Linked DNA regions of Mus musculus: region 1 is linked to region 2. A link is a contact called in public HiChIP or PLAC-seq data. All regions are on one chromosome and are shown on one strand. The core of a region is the stretch at or near the end of the contact, and the rest is flanking DNA. Distances in the headings are between cores, read along the strand shown.

The links. HiChIP or PLAC-seq counts read pairs in DNA pulled down with a chosen protein or histone mark.
Region 1: an H3K27ac HiChIP or PLAC-seq map of bone marrow-derived dendritic cells shows a contact between it and region 2, with 12 times the contacts expected there. The contact joins the promoter of Lclat1 here to the promoter of Myl12a in region 2. A contact is called at or near these places in 1 of 39 promoter capture datasets (hippocampal neurons), 1 of 484 Hi-C or Micro-C datasets (rod photoreceptor), 1 of 115 datasets of contacts at active chromatin or transcription factors (bone marrow-derived dendritic cells) and 2 of 9 other capture datasets (adipose tissue and liver).

Annotation. Positions count from the first base shown.
Region 1 is chr17:73,105,616-73,111,977 of GRCm38.p6, reverse strand. It overlaps Lclat1 (lysocardiolipin acyltransferase 1), which reads right to left and starts at 3,993. Exons shown (of 6, transcript NM_001177967.1): 1 at 3,822-3,993.
Region 2 is chr17:71,000,900-71,006,678 of GRCm38.p6, reverse strand. It overlaps Myl12a (myosin, light chain 12A, regulatory, non-sarcomeric), which reads left to right and starts at 4,146. Exons shown (of 4, transcript NM_026064.2): 1 at 4,146-4,571. It also overlaps a transcript of Myom1 not described here.

The DNA of each region.
Region 1 (6,362 bases), core at 2,744-5,243, 2.1 Mb before region 2:
AAGAATTCAATAAAAACTAAAATTATTGTCTTGTGTTTCCTGGTAGTTATAAAAACTCTATACTTTAAAATAGCTCTTAAGAATATTAGACATCAAAACTGCACAGGACATTAACTCTCTTATAGCCCCAACACTCACTCAAGAGACTGAGTGCCTAGGATTGCCTAGAGTTTGAAGCCAGCAGGGATTACCCGATTAAGTTCCGAACCAATCTGCACCACAGATAAGACTGCGGTCCTAGAAACAAAGCAGAATGGACACACTACTTAACCAAAGCAACTGCAGCCAATACCACAGATATCGAAGGGTGCTGAAGAATGAGCTGGTTGTTTATACAACCGAAAAGCCTTAAAAACTCAGCTCACACGTTCCCCTTAGCACATGATATACCTGTACACATATAGTGAAGGTATGGAAGAACACAGGAGCCAGGCTTCGTGGTGCAGAACTGTAAACTCAACTATTTATAGGGCTGAGACAAAAAGAACACACAAGTCCTAGACCTTCCTGAGCTAAAGAATGAGTTCGAGACTAACCCTTTTTCTCTACATCACAGAACTTATGGAGGTACATTGAAATGACTTACTCGGCAGTCCAACTAACCCAACAATGGCCAGCTGTGAATGGGAAGTCCACGAATCTACAAGTTGCTCAGCCCCACGAGTCTAGGTGTTTCAGCTGGAATCCTAAAGGAGTAGGTACCAGCAGATGTGCTGGCAGTAAGTACAAGCAGGCAAAGAAGAATGAACTCTTCCTGTTTCCATTGTCCTTATATAGGCCTCCAGCAGAAGGTATGGCCCAGATTAAAGGTGTGTACCTCCATGCCTGGACCTAAGCTTTTCTGGTAACTTGCTCTGTCCCAGGCTAGCCTTGAACACAAAGATCTGCTTGCCTCTGTCTCTTGGGATTAAAGGTGTGTACCGCCTTGCCTGGACCAAAGCTTTTCAGAGCCACTATGCCTCATGATTTGGAACAGCAACAACAACCAAAAAGCCTGTGTCTTCCAGCCTGGCTGGAAGATCTGGATCACAGGTGCGCCCTCCATTTCTGGACTGTAGTTCATTTCAGATAGAGTCAAGTTGAATAGCTATCACACCCTGCCTGTCTCTAAAAAATAAAAAAAGGGGGCTGGGTATAGTTCAGTGATAGAATACTTGTTTAGATGTGCAAGCCCCTGAATTCAATCCCAGTACAAGAAAGAAAGAGAGCCATAGGCTGGACTCACAATGCCAGCTGTATGGTTTAGGACAAATGACTTAAATGTCAACGAGCTCCAGTTTCCTCATCTGTTAAAGTACACACTTTACACGGATGTTGGGTGACTAAGTTGACACTTACTTATAAGGCCCTTGACATGCCACAAGCACAGCAGAATAAACTAATAAACGTCAATTCTTACCATACTGTTTTTAAGTCTTTTATATGAACACCCCTCCCTTAGAAACCTCAATGAATGTCATCTCTATTCAGAGACAAAGCACCTCACAGAAGTTACATAATTACCACATTTTAAGAAGCAACCTAGCTGGGTGTGGTGGCGCATGCCTTTAATCCTAGCACTTGGGAGGCAGAGGCAGGCGAATTTCTGAGTTCAGACCAGCCTGGTCTTCAGAGTGAGTTCCAGGACAGCCAGAGCTGTACAGAGAAACCCTGTCTCGGAAAAACAAAAACAAGAATAAGAAGAAGCAGCCCAGGGATCCACCCCATAATCAGCTTCCAAACGCTGACACCATTGCATACACTAGCAAGATTTTGCTGAAAGGACCCAGATAGAGCTGTCTCTTGTGAGACTATGCCGGGGCCTAGCAAACACAGAAGTGGATGCTCACAGTCAGCTATTGGATGGATCACAGGGCTCCCAATGGAGGAGCTAGAGAAAGTGCCCAAGGAGCTAAAGGGATCTGCAACCCTATAGGTGGAACAACATTATGAACTAACCAGTACCCCGGAACTCTTGACTCTAGCTGCATATGTATCAAAAGATGGCCTAGTCGGCCATCACTGGAAAGAGAGGCCCATTGGACACACAAACTTTATATACCCCAGTACAGGGGAACACCAAGGCCAAAAAAATGGGAATGGGTGGGTAGGGAAGTGGGGGGGGAGTAGGGGGGACTTTTGGGATAGCATTGGAAATGTAATTGAGGAAAATACATAATAATAAAAAAGAAAGAAAGAAAGAAGAAGAAGCAGAAGCAGCAGCCACCTAGTTACCACTACATATAACCTCAATCCTAGGCCAAACTGACTCTATCTCCCCAGATTCAGTTTGAAAGAGTCCCTCCTAACGTATGCAGGAGCCAACCTCTTTAGACCTGGTGGGAACATTTGCTCAAATTAAAGCCACGTGGAAACCACAGTGCAAGATACTCGGGGCACCCCTGAGACAGAAGCTATTAGGACTGAAGCTAAGTGCTCTGTGTCTTTTCAATTCCTTTACTAAATCAAAAACACCTAAGTCTAAGGCCTGGCGTGATAGCTCAATGGTTTAAAGCACTTACTCCTCTTTTAAGGGAGCAGGGTTGGGTTCCCCACACCCACATTAGGTGACTCAAAAACCATCTGAAACTCCAGCTCCAGTGTCACCACACTGTGTGGTGAATATAAACTCATGCAGCCTCGCATACACAAATACAAATTTTTTAATACATGAATTTTGCAAAGTCTTTCATCAAAATAGTATTTTAAAAAGTAGCCCATCCAACTCTTTAAACTTTTTGTGACAGGGGGTTTCTTTCCCGAAACACGTGATGGGTATGAATGGGAAGCATTTTATCTTGGTAAGGCCTTCACCAATTTCTTTTTCAATACTTTCCTTGGACTTAACTGAATGTAAAACTCAGCTCTGTCTACATCCAATCAGAGGCGACTAAGCCTTCAGGCAAGAACCAGGAAACAAAACAGCTCCACAACCACAAAGAAACACCTTATGCCTTGTCTTTATTGCTTCTGGTCAAACATAATCTTAGATGTTAAGATACAACTTGAGAAGCCGGGCGTGGTGGAGCACGCCTTTAATCACAGCATTTCGGAGGCAGAGGCAGATTTCTGAGTTTGAGGCCAGCCTGGTCTACATAGTGATACAAAGTGACAGCCAGGACTATACAGAGAAACACTGTCTCGAAAAAAAAAACAAAAACAAAAACAAACAAAAAAAGAACAACAAAAAAGATACAACCTGAGAGACCAAACCTGCCAGGTGGGCGTGGTGAAGCACGCCTGTTATCGCACCAATACAAGGGCAGAGGCAAGGACCATGAGAGGCCAGCCCTTAGCTAGAGCGAATGCCAATAAAAAGGAAAATTGGACTCGAAGTCAGCCTTCAATGTGGCCTATCGTTCTTTCTGTGGCACTGCCACCTAGACCTAGGGCACACCTCTGTCACCTGCAAGAAACAAACTGCTTGAACCCTGAAAAACTCTCTTGTGGGCCGTTCACGTGGCGACCCCTGGAAAGCCTTGTGCTCCTGGAATCTGGACCCTGACACACCGTAGGCGGTGTAGGGGGACCCGGCAGCTCCCGGGTTTCACCGAGGTGTGGTGTGGACAGGAAGGTGAGCACAGAAGGGGCACCCGACGCTCCTCGCCCCCGCATCCTGATCAGCTCTGGAGGCTTCGGCCTCCCTCCCAAGAGCCGATCGCCCTAAGCCCTCCACCCAATTCCCGCCAGTGTCCGTCCCCCAGGGCCCACCCGAGGAGGCCTGCTCCGGGGAAAAGCCGCCGAGCCGCAGCTCTCCATCCGCCCACTCGGGAAAAAAAAATCCCTTGGCTGCCGCCATGTTCCCGCGCCGAAGCCCACACCTGACACCGCGGGCCGCGCACCTGGGACACACCGGGGGAAACGCGCGACGTCGCGGGGACACTGGGGCGAGACAGCGACTCCACGGGGGTCACAACCTGGGAGAAGAACCCGCCGCTAATTCATCCCGAAGCGGGGAGGCGTCGAGCCCCGTCGCCTTAGTAATGCGTCCCTCCGGGCTCCACCCTGATTGGCTCCTGGCGCAGTGACGCAAGGCGTCTCCGGCTGCGTGGGAAGCCCTTGAACCGGGCGCTCCGCCCCTGCTCCGCAGTGGGGAGAGACCCCGGGCGTCGTCTAAGCTCCTTTAAAGGAACCGCGCCCCAGATCAGTGTGGCCAGGCGCAGATGCCTGCCAAAGCTGGTAGGGGTAGAGGAGCAAGAAACCAAAAATGAGAACTCAAGCGGTGGTCTCCGGGGAATCTAGTGGTTGCGTAGGGGGATGGCAAAGCTAGAGCACTCATTTGCAAGCCTAACGTTTACGTCAGGAATCAAAGGGCAATTTAGTATCCAGCCAATTCTAGAGCCTGAGTTTCTGCTGGCACAAAACTCAAGACACCTTCAACGCCTGAGGTTACCTCATGGAAAATAAATCGGAGGCAATCATTTACAACTCTTACTTTCTTGCCTCATGTAAAGAGCAAATGATCACGCAGTCAGTTCTAGAGCCAGGTTCCTGATGGTGTAAAACTAAACGCACCTTCATTCAACCCCTAAAGTTGCAGGATGGAAAACGCAGAGACACTAAATGACAAGCGTTATTTTCTTGCCCCAAGTCAAAAAGCAACTCCAGGTTCTGTGGTGCGCAACTGTTGCTAATTCGCAGTGTTTGCTCAAGTCTCAACGTTTCCTCTTCTGGATGGCCCAATCAGTTTTTATGTTGCTGTCGGGTTTTTGTCGTTGTTGTTGTTGTTGTTTGGTTTTTTGGGTTTTTTTTTTTTTTCTGTTTGTTGGTTTTTTTGGTTTTTTTTTTTTTTTCTGTTTGTTGGTTTTTTGGGTTTTTTTTTTTTTTTTTAAGTTTGGTTTGGTTTGGTTTGGTTTTGTAGGACACTCTTTTGGAAAGGTCTTTGTGCCTTTCTACAGTGTTGGATCTGGCTCCAAACCTACCAGACTAAGCACCTGGATGCTAGAGACTGGTTAATTTAACCTCTTTGCGTTTCCCCTGCACAATACCTTCTTGCTGACTTTTAACAGATAATAGACATCTTTAAAAATATGAAATGTCCACACATAGCCGACAGAGCCTTTCAACAGCTTTTCATTTATGTTTATTCATTTAATCTGTTTATTTAACATGAAACAGAGAGAAATGAATTTTTAAGTTCAGGGTAGCCTTGTGTGGTAGTACATGCCTGTAGTCCCAGCAGTCCCCATAACAGAGCCAGGAGACTGCCTCTGCAAGACTCTAAATTTTAAAAAACAAATGCAAGGTGCCTTCGCGCTCAGAGCCAGCGTTACCTCTCCTTTACCTTTATTCAATACTTAAGTGTTTGAGATGTGCCACAATTGTATTAGAAAACAGAAAATACAACGAAGGAAAAAAAGCAGCACAAAAATGCAGTTATCCCTCAGAGGTTGAACGGACCTCACTTTTGTCTCTAAACTCAAGAGTTCTGGGAAAATCTTAGGAATTTTAAGGCTTGTCATTGTTTTGAACTTAACATGGGGATCCCCCAGAACCTCTCAAGAATGCACCGCTGTGAGTTCTCTGAGGATTTAAAGAGTCTATACATAGCCTTCCCTCTACTAGAGATTCCTCTTTTGTTCTAATGGATTAAAGGAGAGTAGTGAAGAAAGATGGATACCCGAGACTCCAGGATAGCCCCCTCAACTTAGATCCTTTAACCAACATTTCTCAACATAAAAATAAATCAGAGTACTTTTCTTTCCCCAGTCTGTAGTTATTTAAGACACAAAAAAGGGGGGGGGGGCTAGGCAGTGGTGGCTCACAACTTTAATTCCAGAATTGGAGAGGCAGAAACAGGCAGATCTCTGTGAGTTCCAAGCCAGCCTGATCTATAGCATATAAGAGACTTTGGAAAAGGACTGAAGAAGAAGAAACGTGGGTCCTCATGTACAGCAGTCTCTCCTTCAGTCCTTGCAGCCTAAGAGTCCTCTCAGGTCTTGAAATTGAGCAGCAGATTAGAATTTTCTACTGGGGTGACGTCTGAACCCACTTTTTCACTTATCGCTCATCAGCTCAGACTATATATTATACAGTACCATTATCGTCTGCCCACATACCCCCTGCCTAAAGAAAAGGATGCTATGTTCCATCAGCCATCTTCAGAAGGTCAGGTCAAGATCCCTGGATGCCACTTCAACCTTGCCATCCATTATGGTAATTAGATTGTCACTGCTTCTCAGAACTGTCTCGGCTCCTCTGGCATCTTTCATTCCCCGATGCGACTATTATAAATAACAACAGTCCCATTAGACATGTCCTGCTTTTAGAAGACAAACACCTCTGAGCTTCTCAGTGATGCTGTTACTCTCTGGCAGAGCCTTGAGCCTCGGAGTGATAAGCAATGTCATCCAGGCCCTTGCTGTGGGGGACAGAGGGAGCCA
Region 2 (5,779 bases), core at 2,897-5,396:
ATAGTGACTTCTGACAATTAACTCTCCCTTGCTATTCTGACACCAAAAGCTGATGACTTCTGGCAAATGACTTTGAAAGCAGTGGGGGAAATAGGAAAGAAAATTACTTGGGCTCTTTAACTCAAGAGCCACTTGCTAGCTTGGAGAGGCTTGGAGCTCATTAACTATTCATGAGACAGGGAGAAAGAAAAGGATAGAGAAAAAGTCATGTGCATGTGTACACACACACACACACACACACACACACACACTTGGCCAGGCCCAAACCACCAGTTCCATTCATTTCATATGTGCATGTGCACACTTATATACCTACACATATGCCTACATACATATATATGTAGATGCATTTAGATAGACAGACATATATACACATTTGGTGGGTGGAGCAGAGCCCCAACAGCCACACTTTGCTGTTTCTCTCAGCCCTTTTATAGCTTCTTAGACAAAAATTCTTTATAAAATTAACTCACAGATAAAATCTTTTTGTAACAAAAGGGAGTTACAGAAAGATGTTGATAGTAAGTTCAAAGCAGTGTTTATTCTATAAGCTCATTATAAGTTCAAAGCCACAGTTTCCCATAGCCTTGCTTTATCATAGTGCACACCTGTGGCTCCATCCTTGGACCTGACCTAGAATGACTGTTTTCCCTTGATCTCAAATATGCCCCAAGCCTCTTTTTCTTCCTAGTGCAGTTTACATGCTTGTGACACCGAACTCTATTTGTAGATTTTTATTCTACAGGGGGCTTAAAGATACTTGAATCAGTTCAGGAGTTCTAGAAAATCATAATCAGGAATTATGAAATCATCGGTCCATCTAAACAGCATTATTACATGAAAGTACATCTTCATATTGATCCTCAGGAAATTTGTCCAGTAGGGTGGGCTGATGTCCAGGAATCACTAGGCTATGTAATAGTGGCAGGAAAGGCACATCAGCAGCAAGAAGCCATCTGGGATGAAGTCTCTGGGTCCATGCCTCTCCAGAGTGCACCCATCACAGTCATGCAAAATGATGGACCACCTCCAGATAACTCATTGTTCTGCCACAGCCTTTCCTACATGGCTGTGCCAAAGGACAGCTTGTGGAAGTTAGTTCTCTCCTTTTGCCATGTGGGTCCCAGGAATTTAACTTGGGTCACTAGATCTGGTGGCAGGCTGAGCCATCTTGCCAGCCCTTATATAAATTTCCTACTATAAGTTTCAGCTACAACTCTGAAAGCCACTAGAAGTTGGGGAAATGGCTGATATGCCTATAACTGCAGCAGTGATGGGCAGACACGGGCAGGGGAGCAGGGGGTGGTAGGCGGGGGTGTGGGGACTCCCCAGGCTTGCTGGCTGGGCAGCCTAGTACAAACAGGGAGCTTCTGATTCAGGGAGAGACAGAGTGATAGAGGAAGACATCGGACATCTTGCTCCATCTGCATGCTAATGCACAGTGTGCACCTGCACAATGAGTTACAGATACCATTTACACCATACCACCCCCCACATATACACACAATCCCATAGACAGCGTTTAAAAGCCACTCTTGAAAAATCTTCTTTTTTAAAAAAGATTTATTTATTTATCTTATGTATATGAGTATACACTGTAGCTGTACAGATGGTTGTGAGCCTTCATCTGGTTGTTGGGAATTGAATTTAGGACCTCTGCCTGCTCTTGTCAACCCCACTCGCTCAGTCCCTGCTCGCTCTGGCCCAAAGATTTATATATTATTATAAATAAGTACACTGTAGCTGTCTTCAGATACACCAGAAGAGGATGTCAGATCTCATTGTGGGTGGTTGCATAATGTGGTTGCTGGGATTTGAACTCAGGACCATCGGAAGAGCAGTCAGTGCTCTTACCCGCTGAGCCATCTCACCAGCTCTGAGAAATCTTCTTTTAAAGCAATAAGTGTCTTAGTTTGGGATTTATTGTGAAGAGACACCATGACCAAGGCAACTTTTATAAGGACAACATTTCATTGGGCTGGCTTACAGTTTCAGAGGTTCAGTCCATTATCATCAGGGCAGCGTCCCGGCAGACACTGTGCTGGAGGAGCCAAGAGTCTGGATCTGAAGGCGACCAGGAGAGGCTGTCCTCTGCGGTAGGAGACTGTCCTCTGCGGTAGCTAGAGGAGACTGCCTTTCCACATTAGGTGGAGCCTGAGCATAGGCGACACAAAGCCTACTCCAACAGTGATACACTTCCTCCAACAAGGCCACACCCACTCCAACTAGGTCTTACCTAATAGTGCCACTCACTCCCTGTGCCAATCGCATTCAAACCACCCACAGTAAGCAAGGAGCTGGAGAGGTAGCTTAGCAGTTAAGAGTACTGGCTGTTCTTGCAGAGGTTTTGGCTTCAATTCCCAGCACCCACATATATGGGATCTGATGCCCTCTTCTGGTGTGTAGATGTACATGCAGTTGAATATCCATATACACAAAAGAAATAACTGAAATTGTAAATGATCTCATTTCACCAGAAAGCCTTGTAAGGCGGGCTGGAGGGATATCAGAAAATTAGGCCTCAGGTCAACCCAGGGACTTGCTCTCCGAGTTACACAGCTTGCTAAAGGAAAGATATGGGGCAGAACCCAAACTGTCAAACTTGGAGTAAAAAGGACTCACCTGCTGTTTCATGAAGAGTTCTGTTAGGTTACAAAAGAACAGGCTCGTAGATGTCAGAGGCCTTCAGAAGTGGGTGTAGTCATTAGAACTTCATATCAGACATTACACTATGCAGACTTCCTTTTCCACCTTGATTTGATATGTCCATGGTTATCTATGGCAATGAATACAGGGTGAACAGAAACCAATTTCATATGAGCTGGGTTCTTTGCCCCTCCAGAGGACCTGACACACTTCTCTCTCCTCTTTCCTCTATCAACTCCTAGAATCGGCACAATTGCCCTCTGGGACATCTTCCACTAGTCCCCAGGTAGGTTTATTTGCTCTTCTGTAACTTATTCATATTTGTTTCCTTGTAGATCTCCGCCCTTTCTCTTCCATCCCACAACCCAGTCCCGAGGTAGCAACTGTTCATTTTAAAACAGGCAAGCCAGAGCCTTCCCCCTCCTCCCACAGCACTTACCAGTCTAAACCTATTGATTCATTTGGCAAGGACATATCAGGCAGCTCCTAGAGAAGCAACAAGGTCCCGTTTTCCAGCTGAGGTGGGACGGATAATGCCCATCCTGAAAAGGGGTTTTGGTGTTCTCCTTCTGGACAGGGAGCTGAGGAAGGCCTAAGCTTTCCAGGGTGACAGGCCACCTCCTCGTAGAGGCATTAGGGCATTGCTGCACTGCCTCAGAATCCACGGTCTCTGACTGCTCAGACCTCTGAGTTTGTACTGTCATAGCCAGCCACCAGCTGTGTCCCCAGTCTTCCTTAAAAGTCATGTTGGGCCCCTTAAAGTCCCTGAAGATGAAGAACACACTCTTAAAGACCTTGGTGTAGGGAGCTGGAGATGAAGTACCCAGTTATTTGTATTTGTACAAGTATCAAAGGGAGAAAAATTTTGTTTCTGACATCTGTAGGATTAGGACATTTTCCCCCTCAGCGGCTCTGCTTTTGAGTTAACTTCAAACCATATCACTGATTAATGGGAGGAATGTTTCTTGAAGAAAACATCCAGTCTTGGGGATACGAATCCCGCCAGGCTCGTAATAATCTCTCTTCCTTTAAATAAGAACTATTGTTAGCAGCTGCTCCACGCAAGGAGACCCGGCGGGTAAATTGGTCCAGCACTTTATTCCAATTACATCATTCACCCTCGAGCGACATAGGTGGAGCAAGCAGGAGTCACCATCAGGGTAAAGGGGGACTCTTGTAGAAAGTTCCAGAGAACGTTTGGGAAGAGGGCAATCGATATTGAATTCATGAACTCTTAAGTGGACCAAAGAGACAGCGCGGCGGCGGCCCTGAAACTTCAGTGTTTCCTCCCGCGTGGGAAGCGTGAAGAACTCCATAAAAAACTCCCACGCTGCCCAGACCCAGAGGCGCTGACCTAGACAGTGAGTCACCCTAGCTTCCTGCGCAGGCGCGCTCCAGCTGCGGGGCGAGGGGAGGCCCCGGGCTCTGGGGGGCGGGGCCAGGGCCAGTCACGTGACGTCCGCGGCCCGGCTCCTCAATTGCCCTAAAAGGACTTAGACGGGGGTCCCCGCCTCTCGCCGCGCTCTGGAATGCGGGCAGAGGGAGAGCTCCGGGCCAGGCGCAACCATCTGCTGACAGGGGGGAGGGCGCAGAATCACAATTCTAAAAGAGACGGGAGAAAGAGGAAGAGCCGGTGATTAGACCGAGAGACCCTCCACAGGATTCTTTAAGCCCTACTCCGCGTCCCGGACTCCCCGTCGGCGCCCCACGCCTGCCATCCGCTCTGTCACCTTCCCCGAGGCGCCCCCTCCCGTCCGGGCTGGCGCACCGAGGCGAAGGAGCATGGCCGCTAGGCTTCCTTCCGGTTCGCGAGCGGAGGCCGGAAGTGGCCGTACTGCGGAGTCTGGAAAGTTAGAAAGTCTGGGAGGGCGGCAGCGGCGGAGCTTCGCGGAGACGCTCACTCTCGGTTCTCGCGGCTGAGCAGGGTGAGTGGTGCTGGCCGCGGCGCGGGGCGGGGGCGGCTCGGTCCGGCCCGGGAAGGTGTCCCCGCGGGGCGGCGGGGACCGGCGGGAGCCGCGGCTCGGGGAGCGTACCTGGGCATGTGTGCGCGAGCCGGGGGAGAGCTGGAGCGAGCTGGGGGCGGCCGGGGCGCAGACCCCGCTCTGCTTCCCACACTAGGAACTTGGGAAATGTTGCTTAGCTCGCCGGCGCCGCGCGCCTTGGATCCTTGCCTCCCCGCGAAACCAGAGAGCCCCAGAGAGCTGACTCCGGAGCTCTGTTGAGTTGCTAACGTAAACTTGCCGGGATCGAGGAGGGAGTGTGCGGATAAAACCGTAAGATAGCACCGCCACCCTCGGCAACTGTCGTCGCAGCTGCGCGGCTATGTGTAGTAGCAAGACCCTGTTCAGATATACAACTCTAGTGTGCGCCCCTCTAAGTAAAACTTTTTTAAAGCGGTATTTGAACAGAGAGGAGATTTAGAGCTTCTTTTGCCTGTCGAGGGGGCTAAGTCGACTCTACAGAGGAGTGTTATTAAGAGTCTTTCAGTAGGCGTATAAACTATATTATAGATCTTTAGAGATCTTTTAAGATTTTAACATCTGAAGTGCAGACGTTGTATCAAAAGGTGACGAAAGCGAATCTTCACTAAAATTGCTGATATTTTCTTTTTTTTCTGGATGGCCTTTGATGAGGATTAATTAGAAAGGTATTTTGTCTTCAAAAGTGAGGTGTAGTTGACAAGTCGATCCTGGCGACTAATGACTTTTAAAAGGTGCTCAAAACTTTTTTTGGGTGTGGCTGTGGGAAGATCCAAGCTGACTGTCAACCGGAAGTGTGCCTAAGAAATAAAGACTTGGTTTTCCTTGAAACTGAAATACCAACTTTTAAAAACTGAGTCTATCCCCTCCCCCACATCTCATCTAGTAAGAAATGCACTGATTAAATAATAGAGATTTGATCTGGACTTCGAAGCAGGCCAAATACCTGAGGTTTTGAAATGGGAGTATTTGGAAGGATATATTTACTAGTTTTAAGAGAGCTTTTTTATTAAAAGGTATTAACTAAGTATGCTTAGTTTAGATGTTCTGTTAAGAATTTCTATCTTTTACATCTATTACAAGTTTAGGCACGTGAGATTCTATTTAATTTAGGCAATCTCATGTATATCTTTGTATGGCTTAGTCCTACTTAA